Regions from separate parts of the Pan troglodytes genome. Here region 1 is linked to region 2. A link is a contact called in public HiChIP or PLAC-seq data. All regions are on one chromosome and are shown on one strand. Each heading gives the region's core, a stretch centred on a gene start, on an enhancer-like site or on the middle of the called end of the contact. The rest is flanking DNA. Distances are from core to core; before and after follow the strand shown. Region 1 holds the start of TUFT1 (tuftelin 1). Region 2 holds the start of RIIAD1 (regulatory subunit of type II PKA R-subunit domain containing 1).

Region 1 (5,811 bases), core at 3,138-5,637, 180 kb after region 2:
ACATAGTGAGAACCCATATCTACGAAAAATGAAAAATTAGCTAAACATGTTGAGTATGCCTGTGGTCCCAGCTACTTGGGAGGCTGAGGTGAAAGGATCCTTTGAGTCCAGGAGTTCAAGGCTGCAGTGAGCTATGATTACGCCACTGCACTCCAGCCTGGGCAACAGAGTGAGACCCTGTCTCAAAAAAAAAAAAAAAGTGATTTAAAGAAGGATGGAAAGAAGGAAGAGAGGGAAGGAGGGAAATGAAATCAGAGATCATCCATGGTAAAGTCTAATGTCATAGACATCCGTTCTTTTGCCACACAGCTTCCATTCCCCTCCACTGATAACAACACTTGGGTCTTTGGAGAATCTCCTTCCATCACCGTAATCTTGGGGGGGCCTATCAGTCAAGGAACCCTGTCCTGCTCTGGACAACTGGGGGCCAAGGGACAATGGTACTCTCTCCCTGGAATCTTGAGCATAATGGTGCAGAGACCTAAAACAGCTGGAACCAATTCACCAATAGTAGTAAGCCTCCATTGTTCCACTTACCCAGGCCCCAGAACATCCTTGGTTAGGGCTTTCTAAGCTTTCCCTTAAATTCTGTGAACTGCTCTATTTCCTTCTAATAATTTCCTCATCTGCTTAGTTTAGCTGGAGTCATTCTCTGTTGTTTATAACCAAAGGAAGTTAATGGAAATATCTAGTAAAAAGGAGTTTGGTGTTTATTTGTTCTTTTATTTGCCAATATAACTTACCACAGTGGCTTGCAAAACTTTTCAATCTCTAAAACATATTTCACCTCAAGACCCAGTAAACAAACACGTACATATATAATACACACACACACACACACACACACATATATATAACTGAAATAAAAGTTCTACCAAAAATGTCTATCCTCACTAACACTCTAAGAGTGTTAATTCTATTTCTTTTTTAATACTGGTCTGACCTACTAAGTTGATCTCAGACCCACTACTGGTTATGGTCTGCAGTTCTGAAAAACACTGGCTCCTTATACCTGCTGCATCTGCCTCCAACAATAAAAACATCCCAGAGAGTGTATTGGCCCTATGTCCATGTCCACATGTGATACGCTAAGGCACACTGCCTGGCTAGTGGGGAAACACCAACAGAGTCCCAGAGCCCTCACTCCCAGTAGGATCTCTAATCAGTTCAACTGTCTACATTCTGACTCCGGAAGAAACATCTGTTCATTTATTTATTGACTCACTTTGCACATGAATTGAGCACCCATTCAGTGGTGTGAATATATGACAGATTCCTGGGGGTTGTCCAGAGCCATAAATTCTGTCTGCAAGTTGGCTCAGAGAAGAGGAATCCAGGACAAGGCCTGTGTCCTGACTGTTCACCATCTCCTCCCCTCCCTTAAGGGCCCAGGAATGTCTCCAAGATCAGATCTGGGCAATGATTACTTCATTCCCAGCTCTGGAGTAAAATAAGTCTCAAGTTCAGCCTAGAAAAAAGGAATAAAAGGGAATTTCTGTCTCTCCCTTGCTCTAGAGGTCTCTGGTTAGCTTCAAACTAACCTATGATGGAGACCATCTGAATTCCTTGTCCATTATTTTCTCTTAGTAATTTTTTCTGCCCCACCAGACAAACAGCAAAAACATCAAGAAAGAGTAAAAGGGGCCAGATGTAGTGGCTCATGCCTGTAATCCCAAGCCTTTGGGAGGCCAAGGTGGGCAGACTGCTTGAGCCCAGGAGTTCGAGACTAGCCTGGGCAACATGGTGAAATCCCATCTCTACCAACAGAAAAAAAAAAAAAAATTTTTAGTCAGGTGTGGTGGCATTTGCCTACAGTCTCAGCTACTTGGGGAGACTGAGGTAGGAGGATCTACTGAAACCAGGAGGTGGAGGTTGCAGTGAGCTGAGATCATGCCATTGCACTCCAGCCTGGGCAACAGAGCAAGGCCCTGTCTCAAAAAAAGAGAAAAGAAAAGAGAAAAGAAAAGAAAGGAAGAAAGAAAAAAAATAGTAGAGGTTAATGATTCATTAACACTGCCAGTGCCAACTTGGTCTTAGACTTCTTTCCGGATCTCTTTTCTATATAGCAAGCAAGCAAAAAGCAGCCCAAACATCCCTCTCCTTTATTTATCTCATACCCTTTTCCCTCAACTATTCCAAAAGAGAGAGCAAGAGCATGGAAGAGAAGCTATAGGTGGTATGCATCTGAAGTCCCAGCTACTCAGGAGGCTGAGGCAGAAGGATTGAGGCCAAGAGTTCAAGGCTGTGGTGTGCTATGATTGCACCCGTGAAGAGCCACTGTACTGCAGCTCCGGCAACATAGCAAGACACTCGTCGCTTAAAAACAAAGAGCAGGGAGTAGGACTTGTGGCTGACACATAATGGATAGATTTCTTCCATCTCTTCAGAGTCTCATAGCTGGGGATGTGGCAGGCTACAGAAGAATGGGATTTGGGCAACTGGGGTTGGCCAATAGCAACATCTGTATTTTAATGTGGCAAAAACACTCATAGCCCAGGCAGAAATGGAGAGGGGACTGGGAAAAGAACTAAATGACCATCTGTATTCTAAACCTGAAATGAGTTTGAAGAAGAGCCATAATCTAGCTGCAGTTGGGTTAGCTCTACCTCAAGAGCAGGATGAGGCAGGCAGAGGGTAAGGGAATCAGATGTGGGAGGGGGGATGATACACAAGTTCCCCATCACCTTAGTTTTCATTTCACTCCCACCCACAATAGCTTGGAAATTGATGAAATAGTACACACCTAATCTGGGTTAAGTTCCCCAAAAGAGCCTAGAAACACTCAGCCACAAATTACCCTCCTCAGCCTCTGGAGAGGAAAAACCATATGGTCAGCTAGGGTGGGGAGAACTGGGACTGGGAGCCAGAGAAAGAGGAGAGAGGGGTAGACCAGCCTGCACTGGATAACGCCCCCTTTCTCCGCAACCCTCTCCCCGTCCAGAAGCCTTCGCTTGGGTCACTTCCCTCCCCTTCTCGGCCCGGGTTCTGCATCCCCTTCCTCCACTATCCCAGGGCCTGGCGGCTGGAGACGGAAGCAAAACTAACACACCGTCCCAGGAAGCTATCGGCAGGCAGATAGAGGGAGGAAAACAAGAGAACTACAAGGGGGAAGAAGGAGAAATCCAAGACAAGAGGTGACCCCCGGGCGGAAAGCCCTATCCCTTAGCGAAAGGTAGAGTCCCTAGCCAATCTCGGAATAGTTTGAGTCCTACCGTCCCCTACTTGCCCCCCACCCTCCAGTCCAAGCCCTGTAATTTACTCTACCATTTTTCTTGTTACTGATCATCCAAAGCACCATGATGAAATTCTTTGGAGGGCCTCGGAGGTCACCAGGACCCTCGACCCACGGGAAAGCCTAAGCCTCCTCGGCAGGACACAACGTCCAAAGGCGCTCAGGGACCCAGTCGCTTGAGCTCATTCTCTTATGACCCAATGTGGCTGCCCACAAGACGCCTGAGACCCGCGGCCCAAGCACGGGCTCGCCGGCGCCGAGTCCCAGGCAGGAGCCGCAGTGTCCTACCAAAGGGCAGGGACGCCCTGAACCCTCCAGCCTCAAAGGAGTCTTCACCCCGCGACTCCCACTGCCCGTCGCAGGCAAAAGAATAAAAAGAGAGAAGCGCCCCGCAGGGCTGACCGCGCGAGCCGGGCACCAGGTGATGTCAGCGAACCCGGCGCGGGGCACGGAAGGGGCGGACTTAGAAACCGGGAATACAAAACGGAGAAGACAGCGAGAGCGCTTTTTCTTACCGCCGCCTGGTCCTCTGGGTGCACGTCCACCAGGGTACACCAGTTCCGCGTCCCGTTCATCTTCCCTCGGGGTCGCAGCACACACGCCACTAGTCCACCCCGCTGTCTGGCTCCAACTGGGCGGGCGCGCGCGGAACCGCCCCCTTGTATAGGCCCATCAGGGGCGGGGCTGAAGATAGGCCGCGCCCCCAGTTCGCGGTTTCGCAGAGAACTAACGATAGGCGAGGAGGTGAGGTGGGCGGAGCCAATGGGTCTGGGACATGCCCCATCGGTGCTCGCATAGATTTACACAAAGGTGGGGCTTGGGAGCGACATGGGGCTGCTTTAACTGAACAGCATTATCTGGAGTATGTGGTTGCACTTCAACATTCTTCATTAATCTTGTCGCTTTCCATCTTTCCAAGATCAGTGTTGGTCAGAGGGAATCACCCTGCCTGCTCCTAGTGGATGAGGAGTTGGAACCTGCAAAAGCTTCCTTCCATACATGCTCCTCTCCCTATACGTAAGCCACCTGTAGGCTTTGTGGAGCTGAGTAAACCTTTCCTCCACCGCAGAAAGGCAGGCACCAAGGTCCAGCTCACTCAGACTGGCCTAAGCCAGTCTGGCAGGTGCACTTCCTTGGCAAGAGGCCCAGGAGGCCCAGTCAGCTTAGGCTCTGGGTGGGGCTTGTTTTGCAGAAGCTCTTTTACTGACGCTGCCCTTATATAGTTGGGAGAGGCGGGACACATTGCCTTAAAAGGAATTTGTGTTCGTGAGAAAGGATGAGCCTTGACTTTTCCAGTTGCATTTTCTCCCCAAGCCTAGGCTGGGATCTTGAGGGCCTAGAAGAGAGGGTTGGCCAAGCAGGACCCTGGAGCTTCGTCCCCGCCCAGCTGCTCTTGGCAGATGGCTTCTTCACTTGGCTGTGGTCCACAGAGACAGCAGACAGAATACTTTAGGAGGAGGTCTGACCCACTCCTGAAGGGATAGTACTCCTATACCTGGCAATAGGCTCTAGTGAAGGGCCAGCTCCCTCTTCAAGGCAACACTAGGGCAGGAACAGCAGAAATGTCCCTACCTCCCAGTTAGGGACTGGGTCCTATGTCAGTTAGGAATGAATGAGGATTTTTCTACCTGGGAAGTGAATGCTGGGGTTATCACTATGACCCAAGGGAATAAAACCCAGTTCTGGTCTGTTCTACTCTAACCCTCCAAAAAGGCATTTACTGCTGGCCGGGCGCAGTGGCTTATGCCTGTAATCCCACCACTTTGGGAGGCCGAGGTGGGCGGATCACAAGGTCAGGAGTTTGAGACCAGCCTGACCAACACAGTGAAACCCCATCTCTACTAAAAATACAAAAATTAGCTGGGTGTGGAGGCACGTGCCTGTAATCCCAGCTACTCAGGAGGCTGAGGCAGGAGAATCGCTTGAACCCGGGAGGCAGAGGTTGCAGTGAGCTGAGATCATGCCATTACACTCCAGCCTGGGTGACAGAGTGAGACTCCGTCTCAAAAAAAAAAAAAAAAAAAAAAAAGGCATTTACTGTCCTTGTTCTTCCCAGAAGGTTGTTCAGGAGAGAAGAGAATGGGGCTGCTATAAACATCTCCAGGTTTCGTAGGTCCCATCTGCTCTGTTCTAAAGGGCCTCTGAAAAGTCAGGTGAAGAAAACTCCAGCTTCGGCTCCTAAGCTGTACAGTTAATATGACTTCATAAAATCTGGACCTCCAAATATGCCAAGAAAAAGAATGAGAAGACAAACCAAGGATTTCAATATAAATGTGTAATTTTAATATTTAATTTAAAATAAAACCAAGGCTGGATTGGATTGGGAAAGAATGTTTGATTTGCAGAAGAATATAGGAATTTTTTTAATCACGACATTACAAGTCATTCGTGAAAACAGCCTTCCTCCTGTCACCGGCTCCCTATACAACCTGCTTAGGAAATATGGAGGTGAATCATCCCCCTTACCTCTTCCCTACCAGGGCTTGGTTCTCCCCAAAATCCAAAGGAGAAATAAATGTCTTCCATTGCCTCTTCCCATTTTTACAGTCAGCTTCTAACCCCTTGCAAAGCCCTGAATC
Region 2 (6,095 bases), core at 3,309-5,808:
AGGGAAACAGCAAGAGCAAAGGCCCAGAAAGAGAAACAGTTTGTGTTCTATAGACTATGACTTCCTTGAGAGTAGGAAGTGGGTTGTAGACACCTTTCTATCTTGAGTCCAAAAGAGCACTCAAGAGGCATCTGTGCCTGAGCTCCACAGGGTCAGCAGAATGAGCAGAAATGTGGTCTGGCTTGAGTGAGGGACGCATGCAGGGAGTAGTGGGAAACAGAAGAGGTTCTATTACGGAGAGCCTTGAATGCTGGGGAGGGACATTTATACTCAATTTGAAAGACAATGGAAATAGACAAAACATGGCATAACACATGCTGGAATATTATACAGCAGTGAGAATGGAGGATCTACAAGATACGACTGAGCAAAAGGAAACAGGCACAAAAGAGCACATAGTGTAAAATTCCATTCATATAAAATACAAAAGCGCACAATAAATCCGTGCTAGTAGAAGCCAGGATTTAAGGGGAGTGACTGGGAGGGGCACAAAGGATGTGAGGTGTTGGTAAGGTTCTATTTCTTCATCTGAACAATAGTACCATGTGTATTTTCACCCTCTGACAGTTCATCCAGCTTAGGATATGTCACTTTTCAGTATATTTCAATAGAATTTTAAAAAACAAACCCAAAAAAGCAACGTTGTGGAACTACTGAAGATTTTTCCAGCCAAGGAAGGAAGGACATGATTACTGCTGTATTTGTAATCCCAGCACTTTGGGAGGCCGAGGCAGGCAGATCACGAGGACAGGAGTTTGAGACCAGCCTGGCCAACATAGTGAAACCCCATCTCTACTAAAAATACAAAAAATTAGCCGGGCCTGGTGGCAGGCACCTGTAATCCCAGCTACTTGGGAGGCGGAGGCAGGAGAATAGCTTGAACCCAGGAGGTGGAGGCTGCAGTGAGCCGATATTGCGCCACTGCACTCCAGCCCAGGTGACAGTGGGAGACTTCGTCTCCAAAAAAAAAAAAAAAAAAAAAAGGCCAGGCGCGGTGACTCATGCCTCTAATCCCAGCACTTTGGGAGGCCCAGGCAGGTGGATCATGAGGTCAGGAGATCAAGACCATCCTGGCTAATACAGTGAAACCCCGTCTCTACTAAAAAAAAAAAAAAATGCAAAATAATTAGCCGGGCGTGGTGGCGGGTGCCTACAGTCCCAGCTACTCAGGAGGCTGAGGCAGGAGAATGGCGTGAATACGGGAGGCGGAGGTTGCAGTGAGCTGAGATCGCACCACTGCACTCCAGCCTAAGCGACAGAGCGAGACTCCGTCTCAAAAAAAAAAAAAAAAATACTTTCCACAATTTCATACCTGGCTATCTATCATATCTGCAGCACAAAACCTGAGGTTTCTGTGTACCTTAAAATAAGTCAGATTCCTACTCTTTCCATTTTTTAGGTCCAAAACTCAAGGTGTTAAGAGTTTGGTATGCTGTATTTACCAATATAGGCTGGAGAATTGTGGCTGAATGGCCATAAATCATTAGGATCTAAAAAACCCAAGTGGGGAGTTTGCTTCCCAGAAAGAACCCTTCAGAGCTTCTTTTGGCTTGGAATGTATCAACAGCAGATATCTGCAGAACAGACAAGGACAGGCACGGTGCTCAGGACTCTGCCCTCACTTCTCCCTTCTTCTTTTCTCATAGGAAGGACCATGTGAGGTGGCCAGCAGGGACAGAAGCTGATTCTGGTTCATCCTGGTACCAATCAAAGGGAACAATGACACCAAACAAACAAAAGTAAACCCTAAAACTTCAAACACTAAACCCTCTGCAAGCTCCACCCAGGAAAAGAGGTCAGAAGAATTTCAGGTAGAGTAGCTTTAGGGACAGCAAAAAGAAAAACCTGGTGGCCTACCTGGCCTTGACAGGAACATGGTAAGAAAGGAAAGGAAGTATCTGGGGCTGTTCCCACAGCAGCCAGTCTCAGACACCCAGACTGCTCCTGGAAACTGTTCCTGGACAAAGAGAGAATCAAGGCCATCTCTGACAGGTGACTGAAACAACTCATTCTTATTTATCAGCCCCAAGCATTCTAATCCTGTTGTTTGTGAGCAATGCAAATGTTGATTTAGTTTCAGCTTTTAACTTCTATCCCCAATCTCTCTGCTGGAACTACTACTAACTTGGAGAGCAAGCTCCCCAGGATAGGAACAATATCATCTTATTTCCCTTTAGAAGAAAAGTTGCAAAAGGTGACGGCCTGATCCTCAGGTCTGATATTGACAGAGGATCCCTAAACTCTCTTTTGCCCAAGGCTTATCCCTGGCCAACCTTCATAACTGGATAGGTTTCAGTTTTCTCTGTTTCCTTCCCCTATCTGCCCTCTGAGAATTTGTTGCCACTTGGAGAAACGTCTATAATATGAATAGTGAGTTTTTTTAATTTTTATTTCATGAGATAGAATCTTGCTCTGTCGCCCAGGCTGGAGTGCAGTGGCGCAATCTCGGCTCACTGCAACCTCTGCCTCACGGGTTTAAGCGATTCTCCTGCCTCAGTCTCCCAGGTAGCTGGGATTACAGGCACGTGCCACCACGCCTGACTAATTTTTGTATTTTTAGTAGAGACGGGGTTTCCTCATGTTGGCCAGGCAGGTCTCGAACTCCTAGCCTCAAGTGATCCACCCCTCTCAGCCTCCCAAAGTGCTGGGATCACAGGCGTGAGCCAACGCATCTGCCTGGCCAACTTTTTTTTGTTTGTTTGCGATGGAGTTTTGCTCTTGTTGCCCAGGCTAGAGTGCAATGGAACAATCTCAGCTCACTGCAACCTTTGCCTCCTGGGTTCAAGCGATTCTCCTGCCTCAGCCTCTCAAGTAGCTGAGATTACAGGCATGTGCCATCACGCCTGGCTAATTTTGTATTTTTAGTAGAGACGGGGTTTCACCATGTTGGTCAGGCTGGTCTCGAACTCCCGACCTCAGGTGATCCACCCGCCTCGGCCTCCCAAAGTGCTGGGATTACAGGCATGAGCCACCTTGCCTGACCTCGCCAACTTTTGAGAAGACAAGGGAGGGCCCGCCTCTGGCTATAAGCACACAGTCCAGACGGGAAATGGGGACCGACTGCTTACAGCACAATACAGTGGGAAAACCAGGGGTTTGAATCCTGGTTCAGCAACTTTGGGAAGGTACTTCACCTTTCTGAGCTTAAATTTTCTCACTTATAAAATAAAAATGACAATCACCTGTCTTTTGTGGAGGTGCTGGGAGGATCAGCAAAAGTGTTCCAAGATGCCACACACTGCGTGGGCACTGGGAACACAAACACACTCCACAAGCTCGGAGCTTTGGACCAGTAACAGAAGATTGACAGCTCAATTACAATACAGTGTGGTAAGTGCTAATGTAGGGAAACAGCACAATGCCTGGAGATGGGTGCCATTATAATTATTTAAACCTTGTCTATTTGTCTATAACCAAACAGCATTTGAGATAGCTCTATTGTTTTCATCTACTGATGCTCCGTGATTTATTTTTTTAATTCTCCTTCTTCATCCCATTAGGATATGTTTCCATTCAAGCAAATGCCAGGCTGAAAGGAGGGTGGGTGAAGGAAAGAACGTATTCCAGGATACGCTGGTAAATTGTCTTCTCTTCCCCAAGAAAAGAGTGGCTTCCAACCCTTGGAATTTTTCTACAGTAATGTTTTCAAGTAGGGAAGGGCCAACCAGACAACTGATTTTTGTTTTAAGTTCAACTAGTGATTTTGTTAAGCTCCTATGGTTGAGAATAGTGTTCTACACCCAGCGGATGGCTGTTGGGTTTCGCAACGCCAAATTCCCTCTTCCAAGTGTCATAAGGTATGTATTTATCCTTACGGTTAAAGTAAATGAATAGACATATTTTTAAGAATTTAGAGATAACTGAAGGAAACCTCTAGAGATAACGAAGAAAACCCTGCGTGCCACAAATCCCAGAGCCTGGAAAACCACCTACCTGAAGAAACCACTTATGAGCCACTCTACTTCTTTGTGGGTCCTTAGGTACTTTTCGTTAGCAATCCGAGTCTGAATCTGGGGGGCAAGAACAAAGGGTCACTTCCATTAGGAGACAGATTCAGGGTTCAGCCCTGGAGATGTGAAGGGCTGCGGGAAACGGCGTGCGCATTTAACCCAAGTCTTTCCCCAGGATGCTTGAAAGTTTAAGCCACCCATCTTCTTACAGATAAAATATCATTCTGCCGCCTGTTCAGGATGAGGGGCCTTAACTAAGGTCGGATGTGTCTGGCAGTAATTTCGGCCCATTTCTCTGGCCGAGTCCCTGAGTTAGTTCTTTCTGCACTCTCAGATGCCCGTCGCGCTCTGTGCTGGGATCAGACGCCTAGAGGTCCGCCGGGGGTCTCCCCTGCGCCCTCCCCACTTTATCAGGGAACAGGCTCCCGCTCCCCTTCTCTCGGCGGCTCTCTTCCCAGTCTGGGGCCCCAGTCCTGGGGGAGCCACACTTTGGTGGACGCTGGATGGGGGCGCGGGCGCACCCACCTTGAATTTTCGCAGCTGCTCCAGCTGCGCTATGCTAAGCGCCCCGGGGTCGGGCCGCTGCAGCAAGCCTGGCAGCGTCTCCATCTTGCTGCGGTCGTCAAGGCGACCGGCCGCGAGCTGACGAGGCCCCGCCCCCGGCCCCGCCCTGCCCCCAAGCCCGGCCCCTTCAGCGAAGCGGGGGCTAGGGGCTGAGGGAACTGAGGGGTGAGCTCCGGGGCGGGGGCTTGGGGGGGTGGGTCTCTAAAGGATCGCCTTTCCCGGATTGAGGGACTGATTTCTGGACTTAATTGTATGTGGAATGAGCCCTTTTTGACCCCACCCAACTTCAGGGTTTTTTTGTTAGCTCTAGAGTAAAACAGGAAAAAAGGTCTCCCCGAATCTGCTTCCAGACTCCCTCACTTGGACAGAAGCTAGAGGAAGCCTAGTACTGGGGAAAGAGAACCCAAGCTTCTTCCCTTTCCACTGGCCCAGAAGCCAACCCGTCCCTCTGTCCTGTACACATTCGACACTGGAGCCGTGGATTCTTCAAACAACGTGGAAGCACCCCAGAACATAGAGTGAGCTGAGTTCTGCAAAGGAAGGAACGTTCTGTCCGACTAAAGATGCTGGAAAGGACCTGGGGGACATTCTGCCAGAATTTCCCCCTCTTGGACTGACTTTTTTGTGTAGATTAACTTTCTCTTCACCCTGGGCTCCTCATAAATTCTAAATTATTTTCTTCCACTCCCAACTGAATACGGGAGGAGAAAGGGAATTTGGTCTTCAAGATTTGTTCTTCTAGTATCTAATTAAGAAGAGAAAGTGAAACATAAAGCCAGAGAGCTGAAAATAGCCACGAGAAAGGGCATGAGCCTGTCTGTCAATACACACATGCCGAGCTCCTACCCCCACAGAGATCGTGCTCAGCAGAGGCCTTCTGAGAAGCAGGAGAAAAAAGGGAGGCTGTCTTCTCAGATTTGTGAACAACTGCCCTAAGGAGCAAGAAAATACCATGAGAAACAAGCTCAGCATTAGGCCCTGGCGGTGGAGGGGTTATCATTGGTCTGCTTCTGTCCTTTCCAGCAAAGACTGAGGAAAAGAAGTGAAAGTGTTGGCAGTTCCCAAGCCAGGAAAAACCACAAGAAGTAAATTAGATAGTGGGCTACAAGCCACTTCCCAGGAACCCCATCTTGGTTAGTGATCATTTTGGTTGATTGTCTTTTTTTAAGAGAGAGAGTTAATAGAGTGAGAGAGAGATAAGCTGCCATCTGTCAGAAGTGATTTTTTTTTTTCCCGGCAGGAGCAAGAGGTTAACCAGAGATAATGGTTCCTCTTGGCCAAGATCTGTCTTTTCTCCCCACACTCCCTCCAGAGAAGCTGGTGGTGGCACCTCCAGAGCTGTGCCAGCCAGTACAGTCACCACAAGCCACCTGTGGCTCTTGAACACTTGAAAAGTGGCTGTAGGTGTTAAATGTGCAGCAAATATAAAATACACACAGGATTTTGAAGGCTTGGTATGAAAAAAATCTCATTAATAACATGTAATTGATTTACATGTTGAAATAGTATTTTGGATATATCAGGTTAAATAACATTTATTATTAAAAGTAATTTCTCTTGTTTCTTTTTGCTTTTATATAT

Evidence for each region. HiChIP or PLAC-seq counts read pairs in DNA pulled down with a chosen protein or histone mark.
Region 1: an H3K4me3 HiChIP or PLAC-seq map of stem cell-derived excitatory neurons shows a contact between it and region 2, with 3 times the contacts expected there. The contact joins the promoter of TUFT1 here to the promoter of RIIAD1 in region 2. A contact is called at or near these places in 3 of 7 Hi-C or Micro-C datasets (blood, induced pluripotent stem cells and stem cell-derived neural progenitor cells) and 1 of 1 datasets of contacts at active chromatin or transcription factors (stem cell-derived excitatory neurons).

Annotation. Positions count from the first base shown.
Region 1 is chr1:97,661,661-97,667,471 of NHGRI_mPanTro3-v2.0_pri, forward strand. It overlaps TUFT1 (tuftelin 1), which reads right to left and starts at 4,388. Exons shown (of 12, transcript XM_001172458.6): 1 at 3,748-4,388. The coding sequence starts at 3,807. It overlaps CGN (cingulin), which reads right to left. Exons shown (of 21, transcript XM_513800.8): 21 at 5,493-5,811.
Region 2 is chr1:97,479,394-97,485,488 of NHGRI_mPanTro3-v2.0_pri, forward strand. RIIAD1 (regulatory subunit of type II PKA R-subunit domain containing 1) reads right to left here and starts at 4,559. Exons shown (of 5, transcript NM_001159766.1): 1 at 4,476-4,559; 2 at 3,934-4,010. The coding sequence starts at 4,559.